4 separate regions of the Mus musculus genome follow, and all the other regions are linked to region 4. The links are chromatin contacts, called in public HiChIP or PLAC-seq, Micro-C and promoter capture Hi-C maps. All regions are on one chromosome and are shown on one strand. Each heading gives the region's core, a stretch centred on a gene start, on an enhancer-like site or on the middle of the called end of the contact. The rest is flanking DNA. Distances are from core to core; before and after follow the strand shown. Region 1 holds the start of Tmem176b (transmembrane protein 176B). Region 2 holds the start of Zfp467 (zinc finger protein 467). Region 3 holds the start of Zfp775 (zinc finger protein 775). Region 4 holds the start of Zfp212 (Zinc finger protein 212).

The links. Promoter capture Hi-C pulls out the DNA fragments that hold promoters and counts their contacts. Hi-C and Micro-C count contacts between places; a contact is called where the count stands out from the background. HiChIP or PLAC-seq counts read pairs in DNA pulled down with a chosen protein or histone mark.
Region 1: a contact with region 4 is called in an H3K27ac HiChIP or PLAC-seq map of microglia, with 6 times the contacts expected there. The contact joins the promoter of Tmem176b here to the promoter of Zfp212 in region 4. A contact is called at or near these places in 1 of 39 promoter capture datasets (cranial neural crest) and 1 of 115 datasets of contacts at active chromatin or transcription factors (microglia).
Region 2: a Micro-C map of embryonic stem cells shows a contact between it and region 4, with 5 times the contacts expected there. The contact joins the promoter of Zfp467 here to the promoter of Zfp212 in region 4. A contact is called at or near these places in 1 of 39 promoter capture datasets (liver), 1 of 484 Hi-C or Micro-C datasets (embryonic stem cells), 1 of 115 datasets of contacts at active chromatin or transcription factors (microglia) and 1 of 9 other capture datasets (adipose tissue).
Region 3: a contact with region 4 is called in a promoter capture Hi-C map of pre-B cells, with 6 times the contacts expected there. The contact joins the promoter of Zfp775 here to the promoter of Zfp212 in region 4. A contact is called at or near these places in 3 of 39 promoter capture datasets (hippocampal neurons, liver and pre-B cells).

Annotation. Positions count from the first base shown.
Region 1 is chr6:48,839,978-48,842,677 of GRCm38.p6, reverse strand. It overlaps Tmem176b (transmembrane protein 176B), which reads left to right and starts at 1,304. Exons shown (of 7, transcript NM_001164207.1): 1 at 1,304-1,682. It overlaps Tmem176a (transmembrane protein 176A), which reads right to left and starts at 1,195. Exons shown (of 7, transcript NM_025326.4): 1 at 1,089-1,195; 2 at 277-474; 3 at 1-89. The coding sequence starts at 471.
Region 2 is chr6:48,444,401-48,447,100 of GRCm38.p6, reverse strand. Zfp467 (zinc finger protein 467) reads left to right here and starts at 1,276. Exons shown (of 5, transcript NM_020589.2): 1 at 1,276-1,748. It also overlaps a transcript of Sspo not described here.
Region 3 is chr6:48,600,598-48,603,297 of GRCm38.p6, reverse strand. Zfp775 (zinc finger protein 775) reads right to left here and starts at 1,291. Exons shown (of 3, transcript NM_173429.3): 1 at 1,178-1,291.
Region 4 is chr6:47,919,294-47,921,993 of GRCm38.p6, reverse strand. It overlaps Zfp212 (Zinc finger protein 212), which reads right to left and starts at 1,426. Exons shown (of 5, transcript NM_145576.2): 1 at 1,245-1,426. The coding sequence starts at 1,268.

The sequences.
Region 1 (2,700 bases), core at 55-2,554, 920 kb before region 4:
GCGCCTTCGGAATACATGGCTAAATAATGGCCTATGTAGAGGGTTCCACCCAGAACCACACTCAGAGCCCCCAGCACAGTCTGCACCACCTGGAAGAGAGAGGACTTGAAACACAGCTCTCCAGCAGCAGGGCTACCTGTTAGCTGCAACTGTCTGTACACACAGACAAAATCAACTCAATGTCTTAGGAGGACAGATGTATAGAGGAGGCCAGAGGAAAATATGGCCCAAATGAGGGTCCCTCCCTGGGCCCATCAAGCACGTAGCTACTCTCACCCAGGAGGCCACCAGCACTCTGCTGCTGCCCTGGCTCTGGGTGGAAGCGGATGCTGGAATCCTTAGCAATGAGCATCCGGCCAGCAGAAGTTTGGCCAGAGCAGACTCCTGGTGGATGTGCACATCAATGTGGGTGGGTTGTGGAGCCTCAGGGTCCACCTTGCCGACGACTGCAGTCTCCATGTCTGTGGACATCGTCTGTGAGGGAGAAAAGGAAAAGCAGGAAGAAATATTTGGCAGATGTTTCAGAGGCGGCTTGGAGTTGGGGGCTAACAGAGACACAGAATGGCTGCCCCTGGCTGTGGAGCTGTATCTTCAGCTCTTTTGGAGGGTTGTCTGTCAGGGAAGCCTGATGCTGGAGTACCCGCTTCACCCCACATTTGCTTTGTGCCCCACTGCCATGGTCTTCAGGAGCCTGATGTTTGGATCAAGCAGAACGCACACAACCTATCTCTTCACCCAACCTCTGATTGGATCTCTTCTCCCCAGCATTTTCTGAATCCAGGTCAGAGGCCAAGCCCCTTAAACAGTGTCCCCCTCTAACTGCCCCATAAGCTTCTGTTGCAATTATCTCTTCCCTACCAGGGTCCCAGGGACCACCTCACCCAGACGCCACCATCTCCTTGGATGAACGACAAGCACTGACTGACCCTGTCCCCACAGAATTGAGTGGTAGAGATGGAGGCCATACCTGTCCCTGGAGGCACACCCCAGTGTGTCCACTCCCCTAGCAAGCTCGCAGGGCGTCAGACTGGATGGATCTGGATGGACTGGGAAACGAGCTATGCTAAAGTGATGGTGGGCTGTCTTACCTGATTCCTCTGGGACCGGGGAAGTGTGCAGCAGGGAAGGCCAGAGCTCACACAGAGGCGCTGGCAGTAGTTGAGAACTTCAGCCCTGGCAGGAGGAAGAACCTGGGTGGGAGCCAGAAGGGGAGGGGGAATGGGCAGACCTCAACACTTCCTGGCAGGCAGCTGGGACTGAGGGCCCCTTTAGGGGTTTTCCAGCAGGCAGCTCCTCACTGGGCACTGGAGAGCTGGAGAAGGTGGGCGAGGTAAGAGCTGGGGTTGGCACTGATTGTTCCTGTGGAATCCTTTGATTGCACAGTGCTCTCTCTCCCAGTCAGGGATAGAGCTTTCTGAGCAGGTGCTGGCCTGTGCCACCTTGGGTGTATGAGTGTATCTGTGTCACCTGTATCCCTGCTCCAGCAGGCCTGATCATCTACTCCTGATGGACCCCCCTCAAGTGGGGCCCTTTCCTGTCAGCTACTTGCTGGCAAACTGAGAGACTCCATGTCAGGCCCCATCCCTCCACCCCCTTCTTGCTCTCCTCTCTCTGGGGTCAGCTTTAAGCCAGCTCCTCCCAGACCTCTCAGTTCCAGCCCCACCCATCGCAGAGGACAGCAGGTGAGACAGGACCCTTCACGGCCCCTTGGTAGCCCCCTTTTGAAGCATAGGGTTCCTTCTTCTCTGGAAGAGTCTCCAAGTCTACTCCTCAAGCTCCATCTTGGCTCAGGATGCTTCTCCTTCCTTCTATCTCTGCTTTCCTGTAGGACTCTGGGGAGGGAGGGATGTGTTGGACAGAGGATGTGACTCTGGAAACAGGGCTGAGGCTGGGGAGGTCAGAGTCTGGCTTTACCTTCCATAGTTATCAGTGCCTCACGCCTGCGTTCTAAGAGCAGGGCCTTTGAGACCACGCAGAGGTGGGACAGCTGTGGGGACACGGGGTGTTCTTTTTCTTTGTTTCTGAACACTGGGAGGAGGGATATCAGAGAGCCACTATCTGGAGCGGTGCCAGAAGTGGTGAGAGGCTTCTTGGTGCCTAGGGCTTTAGTTCCTGCTCTGCAGAGGAAGCAGAGGGATTCTGGGTGGCCAGGGCAGGGATAGCACTGGGGGTCTAGAGGGGGCCAGCACCCAGACAACTGAGACTTTATTCCTGGAACCTCAAGGGAAGGTGTGAACCTGAGGCCTTCATTTGTGTTTCTCTTCGTCCCTCCTGAAAAGTTGTCAGACTCCTGTGCTTTCGGCTCTGAGGTGCACGGGTGAGTGGAAGGTGCTCCGTGGCGTGGGGGAGAACATGAAGGGATGCAAAGGGAAGTGACTGGAGTGGCCGTCAATATCCAGTCAGAACTGATGCTTAACCAGACTGCCCAGGAGAGCCACTGGGCAGAACTTCTTTTGGACAGAGGCAAGCCATCAGAGGGGCTAAATGGTTGTTATAAGCCCATAACAGGAGACAGTGGGAAGCTGTGTTAAGCTCTGTGCTGATTAGAATGGAGGCCACGCTGAGGAAGTAATCAGGCAGAATATGAAGACCTCATGGGCCTGCCTGAGGCCCTATGGAAACTCGGAACAGTGGTTTTATTCAGTGGGAGAAAAGTAATATATACCACAGACCACAGTAGAAACTGTTTTTCAGAAATTA
Region 2 (2,700 bases), core at 27-2,526, 530 kb before region 4:
TGCACCCCACCTGGCCTGGGGGTTCCTTCCTCTGGGCCTACTATTGGGCCTGGGACCAAAATAGGGCCAGTATGAGTTTCCCCAGTTGCTTCCAGATATCTAGGGTTGGTGCCTGGGAGTTGAGCAGTCCTGGGGAAGGGTCAGCATCTATTCTGGGCACAGTGTCCTTCTAACTTCTCTAACATTCTCACCTGGCCACTGTTCCTGCATATCCTACATACGTGGACTGCAGTTCTCAAAGCCCATTCTTGCACACAGAGAGGGACACAAACTCTGCTCCTAGCCATCTTTACTCAGTGAAGCAGCCAGTTATTAAAAGAGCCTTTTGCATCTTGAGTCACAGGACCTCCTGATCCTTCAGGTCGGTCTCCATTGCTCCAGATTTCACTCTAACTATCTGTAAATGTTGAGGACATCCCTGCTCCATCTTATAAGGCTAGCCTTGGGTCACTGCCCTGATTCCACAGGTGTCACTATCCTTGTGTCAGGGTGCCATTGTCAGGGACCGTGTCCTATCCAAGAGGGCCATTTAATGGCCTCCTCTTCCCAGACTCTCTCCCAGCAGCTCTGTTCTGCAACTTGGCTGACAAGGGAAGCTTGGACTGGGGAGAAATGTAACTTGGATCTGCCCTTTTCCCTACAGGGGCAGGCAGGCGGAAATGGGAGCCCATGGGAGTTTGAAGAAAAATCACAGGGCATGGAATATCCAGCCTAGATTTTAATTCCAGGGCTGGGTGAGGGTGTCTGAAGAGCAGAGGGGGATGGCTTAGGAGTACCTGCACCCATGAGCAGAAATGGTGGAAGTCTGGGGAGAGATCCACACCTAACGCCAGGAGGTTTTCTTACCCACGGACAACACTCCCCCGCCCCCGCCCAGCCCCGCCCCACCTCACCCCCTGCAGTTTCCATGCCTGTCCAGCGGTCTCAGTCGGGGACTTGGTTCCTTTTTCCCCATTTTCTACTTTGAGAGCCCTCTCTCTGCCCTCTTAGATTGGTTCTTAATCCTCAGTCTCCGCGGTGAGACTTGGATCGCGTCCTCCGGTCTGGGTGGATCCTGGTGGAGAGTTTTTTGACCGATTCTCCCAATCTCTGCTGGCCAGACAGTCTCCCGCGGGACCGCGGCGCTACCACTTACTCGGCTGCCACTGGCGATTTTAAAGACAGCCATACACACATTGCTCTCCTCCCCAAACACGCCCCCTCCTCTCCCTACTCCCCCCAACTCTTCACTACTACCACCACCACCCCGTTCCGCGCTCCACCTTTCTCCAGCTCCTCCCTCCTAGGCTGTGAGCACCCTCCCTTCTAGCCCGAGTGCCCTTCCTTCTAGCCTCTTCTTCTCCTTCCTCTCCCCTCTGCCCTTCCTCGGTCCTAAGCTCCCACTTTCCATCTCCACACTCCGGGCATCTTGCCCTCAGACCGTCACCTGCACCCAAGCCCATTAGTGCACCCTCCCGCGGCAGGTCTCTCGAAGACCCTCCGCTTTAGCCTGTGCCCCGGAGCAGTGTTCCCGCTTCCCGGGTTCCTCCCCCCGATCACCCGCAACGCTGCCCCACACCCTCTCCCTCCGCGTCTTTCCTTCCCCTCCCCGCGAAGTTTCAGGGCTGTCAGTCCCGGAGTCTTTCGGGCAGCCCGCACCCAAGCTGCAGGCAGCCGGCGCCATTGTGCAAACGGCCGCCCGGGACCGGAGGCCCGAGCGCCTGGGTCCCCGAAGCGGGCCGCGGCACGTAGCCGCAGGAGCCCGCCAGGTAAGGACACCCGAGACTCCCGGGCAGGCGTCTCCCCCGCCACCCAAACGGAGCTTTACAAGCCCTGCCGACCCACGGCAGGTGACAACCCCGAGGGAAGGGGCGCGCAGACGCGAGTGTGGGGGAGGGGGGGGGTCAGACCAGGAGGGAAGGGAGTCAGGAGGGAGGGTCCTGGCGCAGATGGGGAGACTAGGAAACTGGAGGGGAGGGCAAGGACTCGGGGAGGCCCGGTGGGAGCAGGTGGGAAGAGGGCGGGAGGGGCCTGCGGGGAGGATCCCCAGGAGCGGGAGTAGGGTTCCTCGGGATAGAGGAAGGGTCCAGTGCGAAAGGGCAGGAAACGGGCTCAGGGATGGGGCTGGTCGGGAGCGAAGGACGCTGACAGGTGAGCCTAGAGCAGGGCAGGGGGCCGGGACCCGGAGTGACTCCGGAGCTCTAACAGGGGCGGGGATTGGGGGGAGTCTAGTCAGAAGGAAAACTCCGGAGAGGGCGTGAAGTCAGTGGGGAGCAGAAATGGGCAAGGGGGCTGCTGAGAGGGAGGTGTGTTGGGAAGAAAGGGGTATGGGGAGGGGCAGAACGAGGGAGTAGGTCCAGAGAATGTGGGGTTAGCTTGGATTCCCCCCCCCAAGATGGGGGGCGTGAGACCTGGAAGCTAGGGAGCGGACTAGGAGGGGGAGGGGAAGAACAAGGCTGGGGACCGGGAGGGGAGAGAAGCGGAGCCGGAGCTTGCAGGGTAGGCAGAGGGGGAAGGGAGGCGGGGGCCGCTGAGGGGGGAAGGAGAGCAGCGGGAGGGAGGGAAGCAGAGGGGAGGCTGGTGTGGGGGAGGGGGAGGGAACTGAGGAGAGGAAAGAAGGAAAAGAAACCCGAGTGGGGGAGGAGAGGGGAGGGGCAAGCGGATGGGGGAGAGCAGCTGAGAAGGGGAGGGCGGGAGTGGGGGGGGGGAGGAAGGAAAAGA
Region 3 (2,700 bases), core at 42-2,541, 680 kb before region 4:
TCAAGAGCTCTCCAACACTTGGAAATTTAGACAAAAATGTCTTGGCAAGGCCATTCAAAACATAGTCTTTGGTTAGCTTTCCCCATTGTCCCCAATATCTAGATTTGTTATGTCCTCACACACCTGCATACCTATAACTTGTCTGTCTTGCAGTGACCTTGCCCATACACCCCCTCCCTGGTCCAAATCAGGGGTCACTTTGCCAGAGACAGACATCTTTGGGAAACTCAAAACTACTGTTTAGCTATGTGTCATCCAAACAAGTACCTGTGGGGTAACTGTCATCATCCATGCTTTCTGTTACCACCAGAAGACCAAACGCATCCTAATACAGGATGCCTCTATCCCTAGCACACAGTCCAGACCCCAGCCTTGTAAACCATTACAAAACACGGTTATGAGGGCTCATTTACATAAACGTCAGCCACAACTGAGTGGTAGAAGCACAGAATCATGGAGCTTCGGAACTGACAGGACACAAATGCTATGGGATGTTTTCATGTTATTAACACAACTAAAAACCAAAAACAAACAAATAAAAATGCAGAGCCTGTCACTTGTCTCCAACCTCAGGTGACCACACCCAACTTGCCACTGCTGCTAGAGACCATTCGGACTCTGTGTCGCCAGACACCACACCCACTGAGACTGCTGCGGTCATTTTACTTGAAAGAAGTCTCAGTAACCACCCCCGAAGACGCGCACACAGTTGTAACTTCTGCGTGCTTTCCTTTTGCTTGTTCTCCGTCTCCACCCTCATCCCGCCTCGCAGAATCGCTTGTAGCCAACACTGGGATTGCTGCCCCCAGAAGCTCTTCTACACGGAAGCAGACACAGACAGGGAGCTCAGAACAACCAGATGGCTCAGTAGGTCCTCTTGGCTCTTCAACAGTCCTACCCTCCTGACCTTACTGCCCTGGCCTGTTGACCTCCCAGCCAACCTCAGGTCCCTCCCAACTGAGCTAGGAAGGGTGCTGGTGGTACAGAAAATTGGGACCCAGAGCTGAGGTGCACGCGGGACTCAGGGCGCCTCAAGGCCCGGGACCCATCCTTCCTCTACAGCCCGGTACACCGGAGCAGCACGGGAACAGCGACCCGGCGCTGGTCCGTCCCTGCACCGCCCCTCCCCGCCAGAATTGCACAGGACTCGGAGGGAGGGGGCCTGAGAAATAAATACCTTTGACTTTGTGGCTAAGGTTAACGGGAACGGCTACCCAAGGGGCGACTTGGGTACCGGGCTCCGGGCCATGGCCAGTCCCGGGGCAGGCGGGGCAGGCGGACGCGTGTGATTGGCTGGTCGCCCTGCACCGCCCCGCTGCGGATTGGCTGAACGGCTCAGATGACACTCCCGGCCCTATTGGTGCAGCCCGCGGGGCGGCCCCTTTGTTCTCCGGAGCCAATAGCCAGGGTCTGACCTCGCCTGCGGCCGCGCGGCCCTAAGCAAAAAATCAGTGAGCTGAACACTGCTGGGGTGGAAGAGGTGGCCCCCTAATGCTCTGTGCCCCGCGGAGCATAGTTGCTGTGCCCGTCCACCAGGTGCCTCGGATCTGCCCACCTTTGAGCGCTCTGCCTCCCGCACAAGCGCGTATTGATATCTGAACTCGCGGCGTAGGTGCGGGGTACCACGGTAGTGAGGTGCCATTAGGTTTCCTTGCTTGGAAGCCATCGCGGGCCAAATAGAACACAGCACTTTTAGGACCCCTCTGGAGAGTATATCTACTTTATTGTGGCTCTTTTTCTTTACTCCCTGAAAGCTATGTTTAGGCGGCATTGCTCACACTTGCCTATTGCACATTGCAGGGCTCTTTTGCCTCGTGAGGGTACAGTGAGCCATCATCAGCCAGCATATCATCAGACCACACTGAGTCATGATAAATTATGTTTGGAGCTGTTTGCAAGTGGCTTTGGAAATCATTGCATTCGGGGAGCTTTTTCTAGCTGAGAAAACAGGTCTGAAGAGGTTACCTAACCGCATCTAATTTCACTATGCACTAAGGTTCTGTTGAGTGAAATATCTTCTAGCTGCTAACCAGGTCCAGACTGCCAAGAAGGGTGATTGGTTCCCAAACACCTCCAGGAAAGTGTTTTCATTCCCACCCTTTCCTATACATCTGATAGAATTCCTCCCACCTCTGCCTTGAGTTTGGTCGCAGCTGGGTAATCACAGTGGGGTCAACTGGAAAGATACTGCATTTTCTCTCCAGAGCTACTTTGGAGGTGCATTTGGGACCAGGATGGATGTCCTGTAACCCCTACCATGGCACCAATCTGTAACTGTTCAAGCCTCTAGGCCCCCAGCTGCTGTTCAGCTGTCAAGCATTGTGGAAACTGGGGCCAAGTTTCTAGCCATTTTCCACTAAATTCATGTGCAGTCATCACAAGAGAGAGTTTTCTGTTTCTGGACTTTGATGTGTTTGCCTGTGAAATAGATGAGTGAGTTTTCCCACCTGCTTATGTGCCTTTCTGGATTTTCATTCCTACCTCTCAGAGCAGCATTCTAGTTTCAGATCCTCCACCAGCTAGTGTGGCCCAGGAACAACACTTCCTATCCAGAGTGACAGACTCTCCAGACTGACACTCAGGACCAAGGCTGTTCCAGAAGTGGAAGAATGAAGCACAGTAAGTGAAGGCTAGCCTATCTTACACACTGAGATAGTTCGTTCAAGGCCAGCCTGGAACTGTATTAGATCCTGTCTCAAA
Region 4 (2,700 bases), core at 177-2,676:
CACCTGGATGCACAAGTAGGATTGCTCCAAGTTCAGAGCCAGCCTGGTCTACCTAACTGGTTCCAGGCAGCCAGGGCACAAAGTAAGACCTTATTTTGAAAGATTAAAAAACAAAAACTAAACAAAACAAAAAGACAAGAAAAATACTTATGCCTGTAATATCTGCAAGTTGGGAGTCAGAGGTAGGAGTTTACAGTCATTCTCAGATAGGCTAGGCTGGGGCACATGAGAGTTTGCCTCAAAGCACAACCACTACCAAACAAACCCCAGCAGAATGACTTACACCTGTAAACTTAGCACTGGGGAGGCTGAGTCGGGAAGATTGTCATCAGCTTAAGGACAGCCTGTGAGGCTCTGTCTCAACAGTGAAAAGCCAGTTCAGGTCCATCTATCCTATTTTCCTATGTTAACCTCTACTGTGACACAGTATGAGGAGACTGGAGCCAGAAAAAAAAAAACGTAAAAATGCTTACAAGGAACTCAACATTCTCAATTCAAGTTAAGGAGACAAAGGCCTAGAGAAGTGAGCATAGACTGCCTTCCGAAGACCATGCACTGAATATATAGATAGATGAACGCTGAGTTACGGAAGATATTCCTCAAACCAATTTTCAGTGTCTTCACATTCTCTGAAAAGAGAGACAGCTGGAAGAGGCGGTAAGCGGATAACAATGCGCACCCACAGTTTTGTAAAAACAAAACAAAACAAAAAACAAGCAAGCAAACAAACAAAAACAGCAAATACACCAGTCCCCAAGGAGAGAAGGCTTCAACCTGTGGCTGCAAACTCAGTACAGATAGCTATGGCAGAACATGGCAACCGGAGCAGAGCCCCACTGGTCGGAGAGAAGCCCTAAGTCCTGGGGTCTTCCGTAGCTGAGCTCAAAGGCAACAACCCAAACCCAGGGTTTTATCCCGCGCCTTCACTCCAACTCAGAAAACGAGTCCCTAGTTGGCACGAAGCAGGAAAATATGTGGGCGCAGTCACAAACAATTCAAAAAGCCTCGCAGAAGTTTCTGCGGAAAGACGCAGAGCATCCGGGCTCTGAGCCTGACGCAGAAGGACCCAGGGAGCAAGCGAGCGGGCGGGCGGGCGGAGGGCGAGGGTACCGGGAGGGAAGTCAGCATCCGCCGGCGCCAACGGCCGCGGAGGAAACCAAGCCTGCGACCGAGCGCCTCAAGCCCCGCCCCGGGCAGGGCGCTGTCTCCCCCAAGGCCCTCCCGAGCCGGCCGGAGCACCTTACCCGAGTAGGCGTCGACTCCGCCATGGTCGCAGTCGCCCCACAACACCGACTGGCGGGATACTGCTCGAACTGTACGCCGCTCCGCCAGACGTCCTCACCCTCCTGGAAGCCGCCGCCGCCGCCGCCGCCGCCGTGTTGATACAAGGTGCATTCTGGGAGCGCTCCCCACCCCCAAGAAGAGCGGCAGCGGCTCCTCCTACCGCGCGGTATTTCTGTTGCGCCACTGTGCTCCTGGAAGGGGAACAGCAGCCTGGAAATTCAGTCATTGAGTGTGGGGTGTAAGCGTAAGGATTCTCAAAATCAAGAGCATTTTCTGAATTTGAGTCCTGCACTCCGCGAAATGCTTTAAGAGATTCAAATATGTGCAAGTTTAAAAAGGCGCGGGAAGGAGAGAGAGAGAGAGAAAGGCGTAGGGAGGAGAGCGTGGGGACTAGTAGAAAAGGAGGCTAATGGGGGTGGATGTGAACACCATACGTTCTGGACTTGCATGCAATTGTCAAAAATAAAAATAATTTTTAAAAAATGTGTACAAATGTGTACACCCTTTTCTGTGAGGGAAGAACACAGCTGAAGCTAAAGAAAAGGTGAATTCTCATAGGCAAGTGATTTTCTTCCATGCTCACCTATGACTTGGCTTTTTCTGGTCAATCCATTATAGAGTGTTAATTATGGTAATCACTTGCATTGCAGAATTCAAGATAGCCTTAATCACAAATAATTAACCTAGTCCTCACCGGGCAGTGATGGCTCATGCCTTTAATCCCAGCACTTGCGAGGCAGAGGTGGATGGGTTTCTGAGTTCGAGGCCAGCCTGGTCTACAGAGTGAGTGCCAGGGCTAGAAACCCTGTCTCAAAAAAACTAAATAAATAACCTAGTCCTCATGCCAGGGTGCCAGGGTATTAGAGGCAATGTGTTCTGCATTCTGGCTTGGAAACATCTGGCCACATCATTACCACCCCAGCGCTCAGGTGTTTGAGGCCAGCCTCAGCTATATAGTGAGTTTTTGACTAGCCAGAAATATCTAAAGAGACATTGATCCAAACAACACCCCCAAACCCAGTACTTGCAGTACTCAAATGCCTCATTTCCATTACATTGTCCTGGACATGCTGAGTGAGAATGACATGAGTTTCCACTAAGTGTGAATAGCTTCCTCTAAGAATTCAAGTACTCTCACTAGACTGGTCCCTTCTTCATTTTTCTGCAAATGATCCCTGTCTACACTGACTACAACTAACAACTTTCTCTAGAACCCAAGCCGATGGCCTGCTGAAAAAAAAAATTCTCAGCATCTGTTTTAACAGGCACTTAAAAACCTACATTTATATTAAAATAATAATAATTTTTTTAAAAGCGCTGACTCATTTAAGCCCCCCACAGCAGTCTGGGTGTGTCTGTGCCTTCATTTTATCTTTGTTTGTTGCCTTTGTTTGGATCAAATTCCTGCTTGACTCC